Regions from separate parts of the Mus musculus genome. Here region 1 is linked to region 2. The links are chromatin contacts, called in public HiChIP or PLAC-seq maps. All regions are on one chromosome and are shown on one strand. Each heading gives the region's core, a stretch centred on a gene start, on an enhancer-like site or on the middle of the called end of the contact. The rest is flanking DNA. Distances are from core to core; before and after follow the strand shown.

Region 1 (7,177 bases), core at 2,239-4,738, 52 kb before region 2:
TGAGATTACTGTTCCATTCACACTGCTTATGGGCTCTAGGGCCTGAACCCTGGGCTTGTGCATGCTAGGCAAACACTCTACCGACTGAGCCACACTCCCCAGCCCAACCCTGTCTTTGTACCATCCACCTGCCTGTGCCTGTCTTCTGACACGCCCACCCTCAGTCTTGTCTGTGGTTGTACCCAGGAACTCTCACAGGGAGGGACCCAGGGAAGACTGCTCCGTGGACCCTGCCGTCCCCTCGCCCTCCCCTCCTCCCCCTGGTACCTCCATGGAGCTAGTGTTAGAGTCAAGGACACATCATCAGGGAGACCCCACAGAGCAGCCACTGCTGCAGTAAGGCAAAGGCACGCGCATGGAGGCTTCCGGTCCGTACCTGGAGCTGCCTCGTCGCCATGGAGCATAGGGAACAGAGAGAGCAGGTTAGTGACCAGAGGCGTGACCAGAGGCAGGCACCACCCGCATAAGTTTCCCAGGATGGGGGACCCATGCTGGAAGATGGCGTCTTAATTTCTAAGCTCCACCCCTGCCTCTCATCCCACCAAGTTCCACTCTCCTAAGGCTCCCCATGGGGTTTACATCATTTATTAGTTCCTAGATGCAGGGCAGGAGGATCTCATCAGAGTCCTCCACAGAGCGGCCGTCCGGTGGGAACAGTGCAGGGGTTGGGGGGAGGGGGGCAGTCGCCATCTTGTTAGGGACTACTTGGAGCCATTTGCAATAATCCAGTGCATGCCCTAGGCTTCGTGCAGCAGATGGGAGCTGCCGTCTGGATCCTGCACCTGTGCCTGCAGCTTCAGGCATGGACTGCAGAGGCATGGCCTTGGCTAGGTAAGCCCTGTCATTGTGTGGCTGGAGCCTTCCTGGTTATGGGGGTGATCAGCACCAGAACCAGGTGCGGTAGGCGTGTCCAGCGCTGGCATGCAGATGATCTGTGTGGCTGTGGCCTATGCTTGGGTGGTGGTGGCAGTGCGGTGGACACGGCTTGTGTCAGAAGGGGCTGTGGCCTGTCCTTGTGAAGGCACAGAAGGTACAGTGAATGTGTCTGGTACTGGCGTGGGTGTGACACACACTCAGCAAGTGTTGTGGGTATGGCCCGCATTGGAGCCGGTGTGGTTGGCAGTGGGCTTGCTGGGGCTCACCTTCCAGATACTCGCCTCCTTGCCGTACACCACCGCCATGTTGCTGGCCTTGCCATCTTTGATGAGCTGCTTCTCGGTCTCATTGAGCTCCTCGGACACGAAGCCCATGAAGGAGTTGTCTGGGGTGTGAGCTACAGCCCGGCCGCAAAGGGGGAAGAAGAGGTTATCAAATGTCCAAGCAGAAGCCTGCTCCCTTGAAATGCCTCTCCCAGGAGTCTCAGCTGAGCGTGTAGGGAGAGCACCCATGGGTGGGCTGGCCTGGAGCTCGGAGCAGGGAACCCCCAGGGCCATTTGGCTCCCCAGTGTGTCTCCAGATGGTCTGACTCTGGGTAACCCAGTCGGGTCTCCCTTCTCTGCTCACTCCCTTTGCTAGAGCACAGGCTCCTTTGTCTCAGCAGACACGTGTCACTGCAGGGGGGTGTCCTCCCCCTTGCTCACCCCTCCACCCCCCAGCACACTGACAGCTGTTTCCAAAGCTCTCTTGGCAGGCTCTTTTCTCTAGAACAATCCTTTCTGATTTGGGTCCCATCAGGTTCCTAGACCTGACCAAGACCCCACAGGCCAAGCTCCCACTCTCTCTGTTCCCAGCTTGTCCCCAGCTCACCTCAGTGTCCCCAGCCAGGGCACCTTCACGATCACACCTGCTAACCTGTATTGTATGGCTGCTGTGCCTCTATCCTCCCTTTTCTGAGAGATAAAATCCCACATGGTCCCGCCCCCATCATCTGGCCCCATGAGCCTCTCTGAGGTCTGCCAGCCTTCCTGCCCCATCCCACCCCCCAAGCTGGTTCTCTGTAGAGAACACAACAGAGAATTAAGATAAAGACCTCCTAATACTCTTCCAGAACCCAGTTGGCAGGGCAGGATCTGACTTCCTCTCTGTCCCTCAAGGACAAAGTAAGTTTTATCTCTTTTTAATAATTTTTTTTTTTTTTGCTTAGATTTTGCAGAAAAGCACCATTATTGCATTCTTGTTAGAAGATGACCCAAGACATATGGTTTGTCTAAAAGAGTATATGATCAAGGGGGCAGGGGTTCTCTCCTTATTCAATTAATGCTTTTTTTTTTTTTTTTTTAAGTTAACGAGATTTCTCATCCTGCAACAGCTGGGCTGAGGCACTGAACACAGCCACAATCCTGGGGTCAGGTGTGGATAAACCTGTCCACAGGAGGACTAGCTTTCCATCTCCTCTCTTGTTCTCCTGCCTTGGACCTGAGCAGCTCTGGCAGTGGCCCTGGGAGATGCTGAAACCTGGAATCAAAGGTCTCCAGGGTCCACTGCTTTCCTGTGTGGGCAGAACCCTGGTGAGTGCCAGCCGCAAGCAAGGCATTCTCAGGCTACCTGAGACACCCCCAAATTCCTGTCACCCTGTTTCCCACCCCATATGCTTGTGATCCACACCTTGGCCTCACGGGCATGGAGGGGGAGCTCCCTCAGGGGAGCTAATCAAACACAGTGTGGCCTCCCCAATCCCTCCTTGAAGGACAGGCACATGGACAATCCCATGAGACATTCCCGGCCACATCTGGTGTACCTTAGGCTGGCTTTAACACTCCCCCATGTAACTGAGGGTAACTCCAACATTCTGATTTCCCTGTCTCCACCTAACTGCTGGAATTATAGGTGTGCACCTACATGTCCCGTGCTGCTTGAAACCAGGGTCTTGTCTGTGCTAGGCAAGCAGTCTGCCAACTGAGCCCCATGCCCAGGCCCGGATGCCTCCTGTTCCAATGCCTGGGAATGCTGTGGTCCTAAGCTGACTGCAGAATAGACCCAAACTTCCTTCCTGCTCTTGGCTTTGCAGTGAGGCAGAGCCCTGCCCCGAGGCCCAGAGCCCTCTGTGTGGGTACTCAGGACAGAGGATGGTTCTACTGTCTCCCAGGGCCCTCTGTGTGGGTCTCAGGACAGGGGATGGTTCTACTGTCTCCCAGGGCCCTCTGTGTGGGTCTCAGGACAGAGGATGGTTCTACTGTCTCCCAGGGCCCTCTGTGTGGGTCTCAGGACAGGGGATGGTTCTACTGTCTCCCAGAGCCCTCTGTGTGGGTCTCAGGACAGGGGATGGTTCTACTGTCTCCCAGGGCCCTCTGTGTGGGTACTCAGGACAGAGGATGATGCTACTGACTTCCAGGCAATTCTCAACTTTAGAAGCATCTCTAACGCACAGAGGCAGCTAGAGCCTCTGGATGGATGGATGAATGAATGGATGGATGGGTGGGTGGGTGGATGGATGGATGGATGAATGGGTGGGTGGATGCTTGGCTGCCTCCCTCCATCAACCTCCGGCTGGGCTGGCTGCCTCTTCCGGTGGCTTCCCTCTCCTCAGCAGCTGAGGACACATCAGGCCTGCCTTGCCCTCGGCCAGAAGGGACAGGTTTAGAATATAATTAGCTGAATCAGTCAGTGTGAATGGACAAGGAAGGGCGGTGGCCAATTAAAATAACAAGGACAATTAGACAAAGGGCCCAAGGCAGGTGAAGGTTAGGCCAGGAGAGGGAAAGAAAGCCAGCCTGGGCTACCTAAGACCCTGTCTCAAAACACTAAAAAGGACAGAATAAATTATAAGGTGAGGAAGCACACTGTTTGAAAGATGAAGGAAGAGTGTAAGTAATGGGAAAAAGAGAAGGAACATTTGATTAGGGTTCAGGAGGATGAGTAGGAGTTTGCCAGATCTGCCAGTTATTGATTAATTAACTCTGTGTGTGTGTATGTGTGTACTTGTGTGCTATAGTGCATGTGTGGAGGTCAGTTTGTGGGAGTTGGTTCTTTCCTTCCATGCTGTGGGTCCCAGGGATCGAACTCAGGGGATTAAGTTTGGTAGCAAGCTCTTTTACTTGGTGATTCATCTTGGTAGCCCTTGTTAGAAAGCCCTTCTTTCTTGGAGACAGGGTTTCTCTGTGTAGCCTTGGCTGCCCTGGAATTCTATCTGTGAACCAGGATGGCCTCGAACTCACAGAGATCCACCTGCCTCTGCCTCCCAAGTGCTTAGTAGGTTCTTGCAGAAGCCTCTGAACCCATCTTCTGCCCCCCACTGACCTCCACCCCTTTGGCCATCTGCAGTCCGCTAATGCACTCTGCCTGCAAAGTTTCTTCTTGAGCCGAACACAGTGGCGCATACCTGGTCCCTGAGGCTTCTCTTATCAAATCTGCCTTCCTTTCTAAGTGGGAAGGAAGACTTTTACCCAAGACTCAAATTCTACAGCTTTCATTTCTCTACCCTAGGTCCCCCGCCCTCCCCTTGATATATTTTCCCTCTGGACTTCACCCCTGTGACATATTGTGCCCAAACTACCCTCCCTTCTGGGCCTCACAGAACTTCCAAACGTGCTCCCCAGCAAAGAGTGATTCCCACAGAGGTGCGTGTCCCTAGACAGGTCTCAGTAACTCTCTGGACCTCAGTTTCCTCCTCCAGACTCCATGGGCTGCAGGAATTGTCCTACCCGTCTGGGAGCTAATGAAGGCATCACTCAGTGATTCTGCTCTCTCATCTCTGCCCAGCGCAGCCCGAACCTAAGCTGCTGACAGAAACGTCGAGTTTGACGCCTTGAATAGAGATCATATCCTCTGCGAGTCTCTGGGAACTGTGCGGAACCACTCTGCTCTTAATTTAGACACGATCCTAACAAGGTGGCTTCTCTGGCTCTCTGGCCCAGAGCCTCTGAAGTACCACAAATTAGATGCTTAGGATGCTACTCTGCTCGCAGCTGGGGGCCGGTGAGATGGCTCAGGGTGGAGGAGGGGCCTGCCACCAAGCCTGACATCGTAGGGAATCACATGACAGGAGGAAAGAAATGATTCCTACAAGTTGTCCCCTGACGTCCCCACACTTGACGTGTGTGTGCTCCACTGCCACGCCCCCATACGCACAAATGAATAAATAAACCCAATAAAAGATCTTTTCAGTGATACCAAAGAGACCCTTAACCAAGAACCACACATGACTGAAATCCCAACCCTTGGGAGGCTGAGGCAGGAGTTCAAAGCCAGACTCAGGGACATATTGAGAGCCTTCTCAAACATTTCAAAGTGGCGGAGGCTGGGGCTGTAGCTAGTCTAACGTGCACAAGGCCCCAGGTGCGGTCCTCAGCGCTGGAAATGAAAAGCAGGCTACAAATGCTGGCACTGTGCTCCCGAGGCACTGTGCTCCAGAGGCGCTATGCTCCCGAGGCGCTGTGCTCCCGAGGCACAATGCTCCTGAGGCACTGTGCTCCCGAGGCGCTGTGCTCCAGAGGCGCTGTGCTCCCGAGGCACAATGCTCCCGAGGCACTGTGCTCCCGAGGCGCTGTGCTCCCGAGGCACTGTGCTCCCGAGGCGCTGTGCTCCCGAGGCGCTGTGCTCCCGAGGCACAATGCTCCCGAGGCGCTATGCTCCCGAGGCACAGTGCTCCCGAGGCGCTGTGCTCCTGAGGCACTGTGCTCCCGAGGAGTTGGTCCCCTTTCTTCAGGCTCGCCCCAGTGTTGGAACCTAACTAAGCTCCCATGTTTCCAGAACCTTCAGGCTCGTCCATCTGCTTAGTTATCGTCCCTTTGTGTAGAAAGGCCCGCATTTCTTTGCCCCACCCACTTCCAGTTTCTCTGATTCGTCCTGGAAACTTCTAGAAGTCCACTGGGCCCCACCCCCACCCCCCACCCCCGCTCTGAGCCACGTGCTTCTGAGAGCTCCCAGCCTTGAATCAGTCCCAGCTCTGGACACAGCTTCTAGAGTCTCTGTGATGTCTGCTTCTCTCTACTTGTTAAGGCCATCCCATTGGCCCAGGAGGAAGGAGGCCCGCCCCTGCATATACGGGGAGACCCGCCCCTGCACATGTTGGGAGACCCTGCTCCTGCACACATTGGGAGACCCCACCCCTGCACGCATGGGGAGACCCGCTCCTGCACATACGAGGGGTACCCCTTTCTCTGCCAGTAACACTCACGGAACATGGTCATGAACTGCTTGGGGTTGAGGTTCCAGTAACCCCAGTTGGTCCGGTAGCCGTGCAGCGTGGCATACTCCTCGTGGTTGTACGCTGGCTCCGTCCCAAAGGTGTCGATGACTCGGATTCTGCACCTGTCCTCCCCAAGAGTGAACCAGGACTGAGGTCAAACCTTCCTGCCTGTCCCTGGACTCGGAGTGCCCCTGTGACCGTGCTGTGGCTAGGTCAGGGAAGTACAGTACTTGACAAGGGCTCCACCTAGGCACTGCCTCACCGTGTGACCACAGCGGTACATCACGCTCTCTGTGCCAGCTTCCCCAACGGAACAGCAGAGGCCACTCTGGATGCCTGCAGGGCCCCTGGTTGGTATCCAGAAGCCAAGCCATCACCTCCACTGGAGTGAGGCTAGGAAGAGAGGTGGTGTCTGAAGGGGTTGGGGTTCCTTCATTGTCCAGAGTCATTTGTAAGCTATGCTTTGTTGGGAAGAACGGGGTTCATGGGTGGTCTCCCGGGGACCTGAGCATGGGAGACTCCTCCACTTTTACTGCCCCCCTCCAAAGCTTGTAGTCTAAACCCCAGAGCTCCTATAGGATCAGCTAACCTAGGGCCAGGTCACTCAGAGACCATGGCTCCAGAATCCCTACCCATGCATCCTGAGTGTCTCCTGAAGAAAGGTGCTAACACTTAGAAACCCCCCCCCCCGCCCCGCCCCGCGAAGCTGCCAGGGCCCAGCATTCTTCTGGGTGACCCAGAATTTTGCAGAGTGCTGAGGTCGGCAGGATTCCTGCGGAGAGGGGGGTGGGGCGGGCAAGATGGCAATGTGCAGACAGCGCACATTAATAACAAAAGCAATAACGCCAGCCGTCACCTCCCTCTAATAAAATCACACCGTTGATGGCATTAGGGCATAGGAGTGAACAGTGGGGCTCTTGGTGCTAAACGGAGCCAGTGCTGCTGGCTGCAACACGCTTGCCTTAGATCCTGGGGTCACCAGGGAAAGAGCATAGGCTGACACCCCCACGCCAGGCTCCATGGTGGAGATCTTGACCACAGAAGGGTTCTTTCCCACCCTCCCACCCCCTGGGATGCCTGGAGGTGACCTGGACAGAGTCCATCCTACAG
Region 2 (7,477 bases), core at 3,454-5,953:
TCTGCATGTTCAGAGGGCCAAGGTCCCAAAAAACCTGCTAAAGGGGCTGAGCTCAGAGGCATCGCCCCTCTGCTTCGAGGACATTCACATTCCTCTCCTTGCTTTCAAGGTACCTTCTGTGCGGATGGTGAAGGGCGAGTCCCCCAGGCGCCGGGCAGAGAACTGGCCTCCCAAAGATGTCATCAGGAAGCAGAGAGTGAAGAAGCCGATGCCCAGGACAAACAGCCTGCAGGGAGAGAGGAGCAGGGTGGGTCAGCAGAGCGCACAGCCATCTAGTGTCTTATTTCCAACTAGGAGAGGCACAGAAATGTTCTAAGCTTGAGCAAAGAAGCTGGGTGAGGTTCAGGAGGCTCAGGAGTTCAAGACCATCCTCAACGACATAGCAAGTTCCAGCCCAGCCTGGGCTAAGTGAGATCTCAAGCCAACAAAGAGCCAGCAAGCGAGAGAAGGGAGCGTGGGGGTGCACAGAAGAACCAGGGGCGGGGGTGGGGCGAGCTCCCGGCCCAGGAGGTTTCAGCTCAATGGGACAAAGAAACTGACCACATGAAAAAAAATAATAAGAATTCACATATAAGTAGAAATCTGAGCAAGGGTCAGCCCTTGATGGACTGTCAGATAGAGGACAGTTAATCTGGAGTAGCAAGTCCCCAACTTTGGTGTGTGGATCGGCGCTGGCTCCCAAGAACGATTAGAAACGGATATTCTTGAGCTAGGGACATAGCTCAACAGTAGAGCATTTGCCTAGCATACACTAGAGCCTAGACCCAATCTCCAGCACGGACATAGAAAGAGAGACGGGGAGGAAGGGAGAGAGGACACGGTAGGTCCTCCTTCCTGGATGAGATGCTGGGACAGGGCAGGCCATCTGCTTTCTTTATCCAGCTCCCCAGTGACTCTGGTCCACACTCACATGTGAAAAACACTGGTCCGACTAAACAGTGAGACCCACCTGGCTCCCATCAATCACCTGGGCCACCCTAGGCACTGCACATACAGCCTCTGCCATCTGCCATGAGCTCACTTGTCCTCATAGGGTGCCACAGGCCCCCAACACTCTTAGGTGACACAGTCTCAAGGCAAGGCCACATCCCCTCCACCCCCAGCTGTGCCCACTCTCCCCACAGACTTCTCTATCAGTCACGCATGCCCTGGTTTGTCAACCTGCACCACCGAGGGGAGGAATAAGGACATCTTCCCACCCAGGCATGGAGTGTCACACAAGTGTGCCTGCAGTCATGCAGGAGGGGGAGCGGGCCAAAACATGACATCATGCATTCTTTCAGCACACAGTCATTATCTAAGAGGTGCCAGACACTCAAGTAACCTGAAGTGACAGCTGGAACCCGGGCTTAGAGTCCCTGCCCCAAGCTCTGCCAGACCCAGTGCTCCATGCTGGGCTCTGAACAAGACTGAGCCGGCAGCACAGCCCTGAGCCGGCAGCACAGCCCAGAGAGAGGGCGGGGAGGAGAGGTTTTGAGACCCCCCCCCCTAATTCATCAGAGGACTTGATGGACTGTCAGAGCTGAAAGGGGACCCTCCCTTACCCCCAGGGCAGAGTGAGGAACCCCACGTGATATAGAACCAGGATAACCAAGAGGACCCCAAAAGTCATGTCAGGTGCTTCCACCTGTCCCACCTCCGCTCTGTCCCCAACCTAGGGGACTGTTTGTTGTCTTTCTGCAAGACTTGCTGTACACATTTATTTAATCTCCATTATTTTAAACCGACAGAGTAGTGTTTAATTAAAATTTGGTTCATTAAGGAAAACACATAATTGCCAAAGAAAAGAAGAAACAAAACAAATTTCGAGCCCGTATTTAAGGAAGCTGTTAGAAACTGAGTCGGGGAGGGAGAGAGGACCTAGACTCAGAGATTCCCAAGAGCTGCTTCAGGAGCAGCCGTGCCCCTAATTTGTTGGGGGATCATGGTGAGCTGCAGTAGGAAAGATGGTACAAAGGACACTTCTCTTACTTTGGAGGGACCTCACTGAATCCCTCCAAAGTAAGGGAAGTGGGGTTCAGAGCACACTCAGAGAGATCTTATGGGAGACTGGCAACTATCCTCTAAGCCTAAGGATGAAAAAAAGAGGGGGAGGGGTTTCCGAGTTCCAGTCTCTCAACCCCCACCCTGACTCAGCCATAGGACTGGGTTTCAGGCTGGAGATACAGGATGCTTGACATGAGGAAGGTCTACACCCTCAGCCTGGACTTTGAGGCCCCAATATACCTCTTAGCATCTCTCTACCAGTTACCCCACTTGGAGTCCAGGGAACCCCAAAAGCAGTAGTCATGTATAATACATATGATGGTCTCAACCACACAGGTAACATCTCAGGGGCACCTATAAAATAAAGGCCTGGCCAAGAACTCTGCTAGAGACAGCATTCCCAGACCTCCCTTGGGGATAAATGAAGTTAGGGTGATGTAATCAGATAGCTGCCCCTGGCCTTCAATCTAAAGTTCTGAGGGGGCCTGAAGAAGACTGGTTGCTAAGGGTCTCCACCAGCCTAGACAGGAGGTGAAGTTAAAGGGTTGGGAGTGAGTGGCAACTGATCTGGGAATCCTGTCTTCAGGCACACAGGAGGGAAAGCGGGCTCAGGGCGGGCTTAGGGCTGAGGGCGCTGTCTGTGGTGCTGGAGACCGCTGCTTGCAGTCATTACACCAGGTCCTGACTTCAGAAACGGGGGAGGGGGGGAGGTAAGGGGGGGGGGTTCCAGCGGGCTACAAAGCTGACTAGGGATTTGGGACCAGCCAGAACCCTCTCAAGTTGCAGGAATCCAGTATAGCTCTGGAAAAGCCAGAGTCTTTCCCTGGGCATCTTAGGCCAGGGATTTCTGAGACACTTCAAAACCCTGCCCTCAGTCCTCCGGCTCTACAGACCTTTGCATTCACACAGACAACCTGACTGCTGCTGTCCCCAGAGGCTGCCATCTCAGCCCCCACAGAACTGGCCCAGCATGCTGATGGCAAGAGGCAGGTGGGCCACATCACCTCAGCCCCAACCCAGCTGGGTACAGGAGGTTGTCTGGAGGTACCGGGGATCAACCCAGAACCTGGGAGAAAAGCCAGCACCTGCCTTAAGGTTTATGATCGGACTCCACCTGTGGCCTAGTCCCGAGTCCCACCCCCACAACGGTGCCCATCTCTCCCTCTGTGTCTTCTGAAGCCCAGCTGCCAAACAAGGCAGTACTTCAGGCCTCCCAGACACCCTCTCCCCTAGTCTGGCCTCGGGGCCTAGCTCTGCTGGAGTCTGGGGGAAGGAAGTGGGGTCCCTTCTTGGACCAACAGGTCTTAGCGAGTCTCTCACAAACTGCACCCCTGCCTGGCCAGGACTGTCCACGGGAAGGGAGGGAGGGAGGGAGGGAGGGAGGGAGGGAGGGAGGGAGGTGTTCCATGCACCTGCTATGCCTATCTAGTCTGTTGGAGATCCGCGATTGGGAGTGAATCCCTAGCAGAAGGGGGTCCTTGCCCCAATCTTGGGGACGTTCCTGTCAGACCCAGGTTTGTCCCCCACCAGGAAGATGAGTGAGATGCAGGGGGAGGGAGGGGGAGAGGAAGGGGGATGAACTAGGCAGAGGATGGGCGGGCCGACCTAGGAGACAGGCGGGACACCAGGGGTGCTTCCTAGGCACCCCACAGTAACTTCGCAGCTCAGATAGGACCGACAAGAGATGAAAAAGACCGCAAGGGGCAGGAAAGGGACTTGCTGGCTGGGGCCACTTTGGAGCCCAGGACCTTGATCTTGGTGTTTTCTGACTCCATGCTCACCTCTCTATACCTGATATCGTTCCAATCTTGGTCAACTCAAGAAAGATCCAGACCCGCACCCCCCCACACACACACATACCCCAACCCTATCTAATTCCGTCTTCCCATCCCCATGGCCCTCATCGAGAATAGACTCGCGAACCTCCTTTGCCACCCGAACTCGCACCCCCTGAGGGGACCGACCTCGCCCAGCTCCACCATGAGTCCCCTTGGGGAGGTCTTGACCTCCCTGCGCCAACCAGTAGAGAACTTTACCGAAAGGGTCTCAGGGTGACCAGGCATCTTCTGACCATTATCTTCCCATCTGGGTTGACTGTGATCATTGTTCAAACTTGTCTGGGCGAGAAGCCGGGGGCGAGGCCGGACGCACCGTCCTGGGCCCGGCTCTGACCGCCTCGGGAACCACGAAGCCGCTGCGGGCCGAAGCCGGGGGGTCGCAGCACCGAGGGAGCGCGGGGCACGGTGGCTCTGCAGCCCCGCGCGGGGCACGGCGCGGCCTGGGCGCGCAGGGCAGGGGTTCGGCGAGAGCTTGGGGCCGGGCGCTCTCTGCGTCTCCGCCCTCCCCGATTCACATTTTGGGGAAGGCGAGGCGGCGCGCCCCCAGATCGCCGGCCGCGCGTCTGCCTGCTAGGCTCGCTGGCTGGGCGGGACGGCGCCGCGGCGCGCAAACGGGCTTCCCGCGGCGGGCGCCCTCATTCCCGGGGCCCGCGCCCTCAGAGCCGGCTAGAGGCGGCCCCAGGCCCGCACCCCGGCCCCCCGCACCTTCCGGCCGCGCCGCTCTGCAGCCGCGCGCAGCGCCGCGCCCATGGCTTTGGGAAGGAACGGCTGCGCGCTCGCCTGCCTTCGTCCTCGCCCGCCCGCTCGCCCGCTCGGTCGCTCGGCCACCCGCGCTCCGGGCTCCGGGCTCCCGCGCGGCGCTACAACCCGAGGCGCCGCATTGTTCCCTCTGAGGAGGCGGCCCGGGAGCGGCCTCGCGTTTCCTCGGCGCCTGAGCGCCATCTGGTGGCCGCAGTCTCGCTGCGCTCCCTCCCCGGGCTGTGCGAGGAGGAGGGGGACGCGAGCGCGGGAGCCATGGCTCTGCGCCCCTCCCTGGACCATGCAACTTCCTAGGGCATCCAGCAGACCGGAGAGCCGAGGCTGCTCCGGTAACTGCATCGCGCAGGGGAGATGGGGCGCGGAGAGGGGACCCTTGTCTCTCCTGCAGAGCACGAGCCACCACTACCACCCCCAAGAGCTTCCGTACCTATGGCTTCTCACCCGCTGATTCTCTCGGCAACACCCACCCACCCTGAGAAACTCCCCGAGTCCTCCCACTTCTCACTTGCCTATAATAAACTGGGGCTGTGGCATTCATGCCAGGAGCCGTCAGCTGTATGCCTGAGGTCTAGCCTTGGACCCTCTCAATCACTGAGTTAACGGGCTTTCTAGTATACAACTAATGACCAAAAAGCTCACCAAGGCTCTTTAAAGTCAATTCCCAAACCCACAGGCTTAAATTTTAGCATTGTTGAGCCCTGCGCACACCATCCCTGCGTGTGTGTGTGTGTGTGTGTGTGTGTGTGTGTGTACTGTCCTGTCACTTCCTCACTTAGAGTTGATGTGAGTTTGGTCTTGACAGCCAGGAATGAAATTATCACCCAGGCTTGTGGCAGCTGGAGGCACCCAGACAAGATGCATGATTTAGAGGCCCAGCAGAGACCCCATCGCCCTCAGACATTTCCTTAGCCAGCTGGCTGGAGTGCCCGAATTTCCCTCCTCCATCCGTCACTCTTTCACTGAGGCACGGTCAGACTGCCCTTGCTCAATGCAAATGTGCTACCTAGCGAGCGAGCGAACACATCAATTCGCCAACACCAATTTATCGCCTGTTTTCTCGTTGGCGGGAGTAAGGCAACTAGGTAACAGGTGAACGCTGGTGGAGAAGCAGACAAAGCAGTCACCGCTGGTAAGGAAAGGCTCAAGGGAGGCAGAGAAAGCTGCAAAGGGCCTGGGGATGCCAGGGTGCTTGGATGGAACCAGGTTAAGATGGAAGAAAACACGGGTGTCCTAATTAGGTTTCTGTTGCCGAGATAAATATCCTGACCAAAAGCAACTTGGGAAGAGAGGCTATGCTTGGCTAACACTTTCCCCTGGCAGTCAATCATGAAGGGAAGTCAGGGCAGAAACACAAGGCAGGAACCTGAAGGCGGGAGCTGACAGAGAGACTGTGGGGGTGTGTGTGGGTGGGTGTGTGCAAAGGCCGTGGGGGAGTGCTGCTTACAGACTTGCTCTCCAAGGCTCCCGTCTGCTTTCTACACCACCCAGAACCACCTGCCCAGGGCGGCACCAGCACAGTGAGTTGGGACCTCCTACATTATTAATCAAGAACATGCCCACAGGCTTGCCTGTAGACCGCTATGATAGAAGACAGTTTCTAAACTGGTAAGTCCTGCTTGTGTCAACAACAATAACAACGAAAAACTAGCCAGAGCAAAGGGCTTTCTCCTGAGCTGGGGAGGAGACTCACCATCACAGACTGTCTTATACTCGGTACCCAAGGCTTTGGGGCACTTCCTGACCAGAGTCGTGCCTGTCTGGTTTTGGGTAGTGCTGATCCAGCCTGAACGTCTTAAGACCACGAAGGCTCTGCTGGCTCTTCAAAGTCAAGAACTTTGAATGTGGTCCAGAGAGATGAGAGATGCTGAGCATGCTGAGAGATGGCTCAGCATGGGGAGACTGGTGACCTCAGGACCTACAAGGTAGAAGAAAAGAGCCCACTCTCTCACATCCCCTGACTTTCACACTTGCATCATGGCATACATGTGACCTCACACATGCACACATGACACACACACACACAAAAGAATGTCTCTTCTGACCTGACACCTCCCATCTCCCCAAGCTCAAGGGGGGTTGTTTATGCCTCTCTGACATCCCTGAGGGTTGTCTGCCCTAGTAGGTATGACTGCAGTGTACCATCTGGGGAAATGGCCTTCCTTCAACCAGAACTTGGACTTAGAACATGGGAAAGGACACTCCCAGCTAGGAGTGGTGTCCACCTAGCATCCTGGTGCTTAGGAGGTGGAGGGAGGAGGATCAGCAACTTACGTCTAGCCTTGGCTACACAGTGAATTTGAGTCCAGCCTGGGCTACATGAGACTCTGTTTCAGAAGGAGGTAGCTCCCCACTGACCTCTTCCTCTGGATCTTACTCTATTGGAACTGTCCATATAGACAGCAGAGGGATTGCCTGCCTCTGCATTGAGCAGCAGGCTCACAGCTAGTGGAGACGCAGAGGAAGAGCGAGGGTTACTTGCTATGACAGATTGTTTAGCCGTGTGCTTGCTTTTGCCAGCCTTGTCTCTGCAGTCCAGTTCAGTGCACATGGCCCCCTTGCTGGGCACAGTAGGAGAGAAATTATGAATCTAGTATTATGTAACCTTGAACACAAGAGATCTGTGCCTCAGTTCCCCCACTGTGACTCGGGCTATTTATATAGCACTGGCTTCACAAGGTTGCTATGTGGATGCCTGCCATTATTTCTGTCTGCTGTAGCTGGCACCACTGGTGCCTGCATCTCCTCTACACTCGCCTCTACACACTAAAACTACTGTTCCTGAGACAGTTCTGCTTGTGGGGAGAGGCTGTGGGGATATGACCACTTTCAGGGAGAAAACTGAGGTGGCCCCAGAAACACCCTGCAGCAACAGATAGCTATCCTGCCTGTGTCCC

The links. HiChIP or PLAC-seq counts read pairs in DNA pulled down with a chosen protein or histone mark.
Region 1: a contact with region 2 is called in an H3K27ac HiChIP or PLAC-seq map of embryonic stem cells, with 37 read pairs. The contact joins the enhancer-like site here to the promoter of Mgat5b in region 2. A contact is called at or near these places in 13 of 39 promoter capture datasets (cranial neural crest, embryonic stem cells, epiblast stem cells and 7 more), 1 of 15 datasets of contacts at CTCF or cohesin (embryonic stem cells), 16 of 484 Hi-C or Micro-C datasets (the G1E-ER4 cell line, cortical neurons, embryonic fibroblasts and 8 more), 13 of 115 datasets of contacts at active chromatin or transcription factors (craniofacial prominence, embryonic forebrain, embryonic hindbrain and 4 more) and 4 of 9 other capture datasets (adipose tissue, embryonic stem cells, macrophages and 1 more).

The regions. Positions count from the first base shown.
Region 1 is chr11:116,967,397-116,974,573 of GRCm38.p6, reverse strand. Mgat5b (mannoside acetylglucosaminyltransferase 5, isoenzyme B) reads right to left here. Exons shown (of 18, transcript NM_172948.3): 10 at 6,056-6,189; 11 at 1,143-1,273; 12 at 377-382. Among named protein-coding and RNA genes, the nearest start is that of Gm33829, 39 kb to the right of the region's middle. Within about 2 kb of position 3,488, at least 7 of the 459 cell types and tissues checked have an H3K27ac peak or open chromatin away from gene starts, as enhancers often do. A contact at or near this core is called in embryonic stem cells and trophoblast stem cells, where this site is marked.
Region 2 is chr11:116,916,089-116,923,565 of GRCm38.p6, reverse strand. Mgat5b (mannoside acetylglucosaminyltransferase 5, isoenzyme B) reads right to left here and starts at 4,703. Exons shown (of 18, transcript NM_172948.3): 1 at 4,023-4,703; 2 at 114-226. The coding sequence starts at 4,090.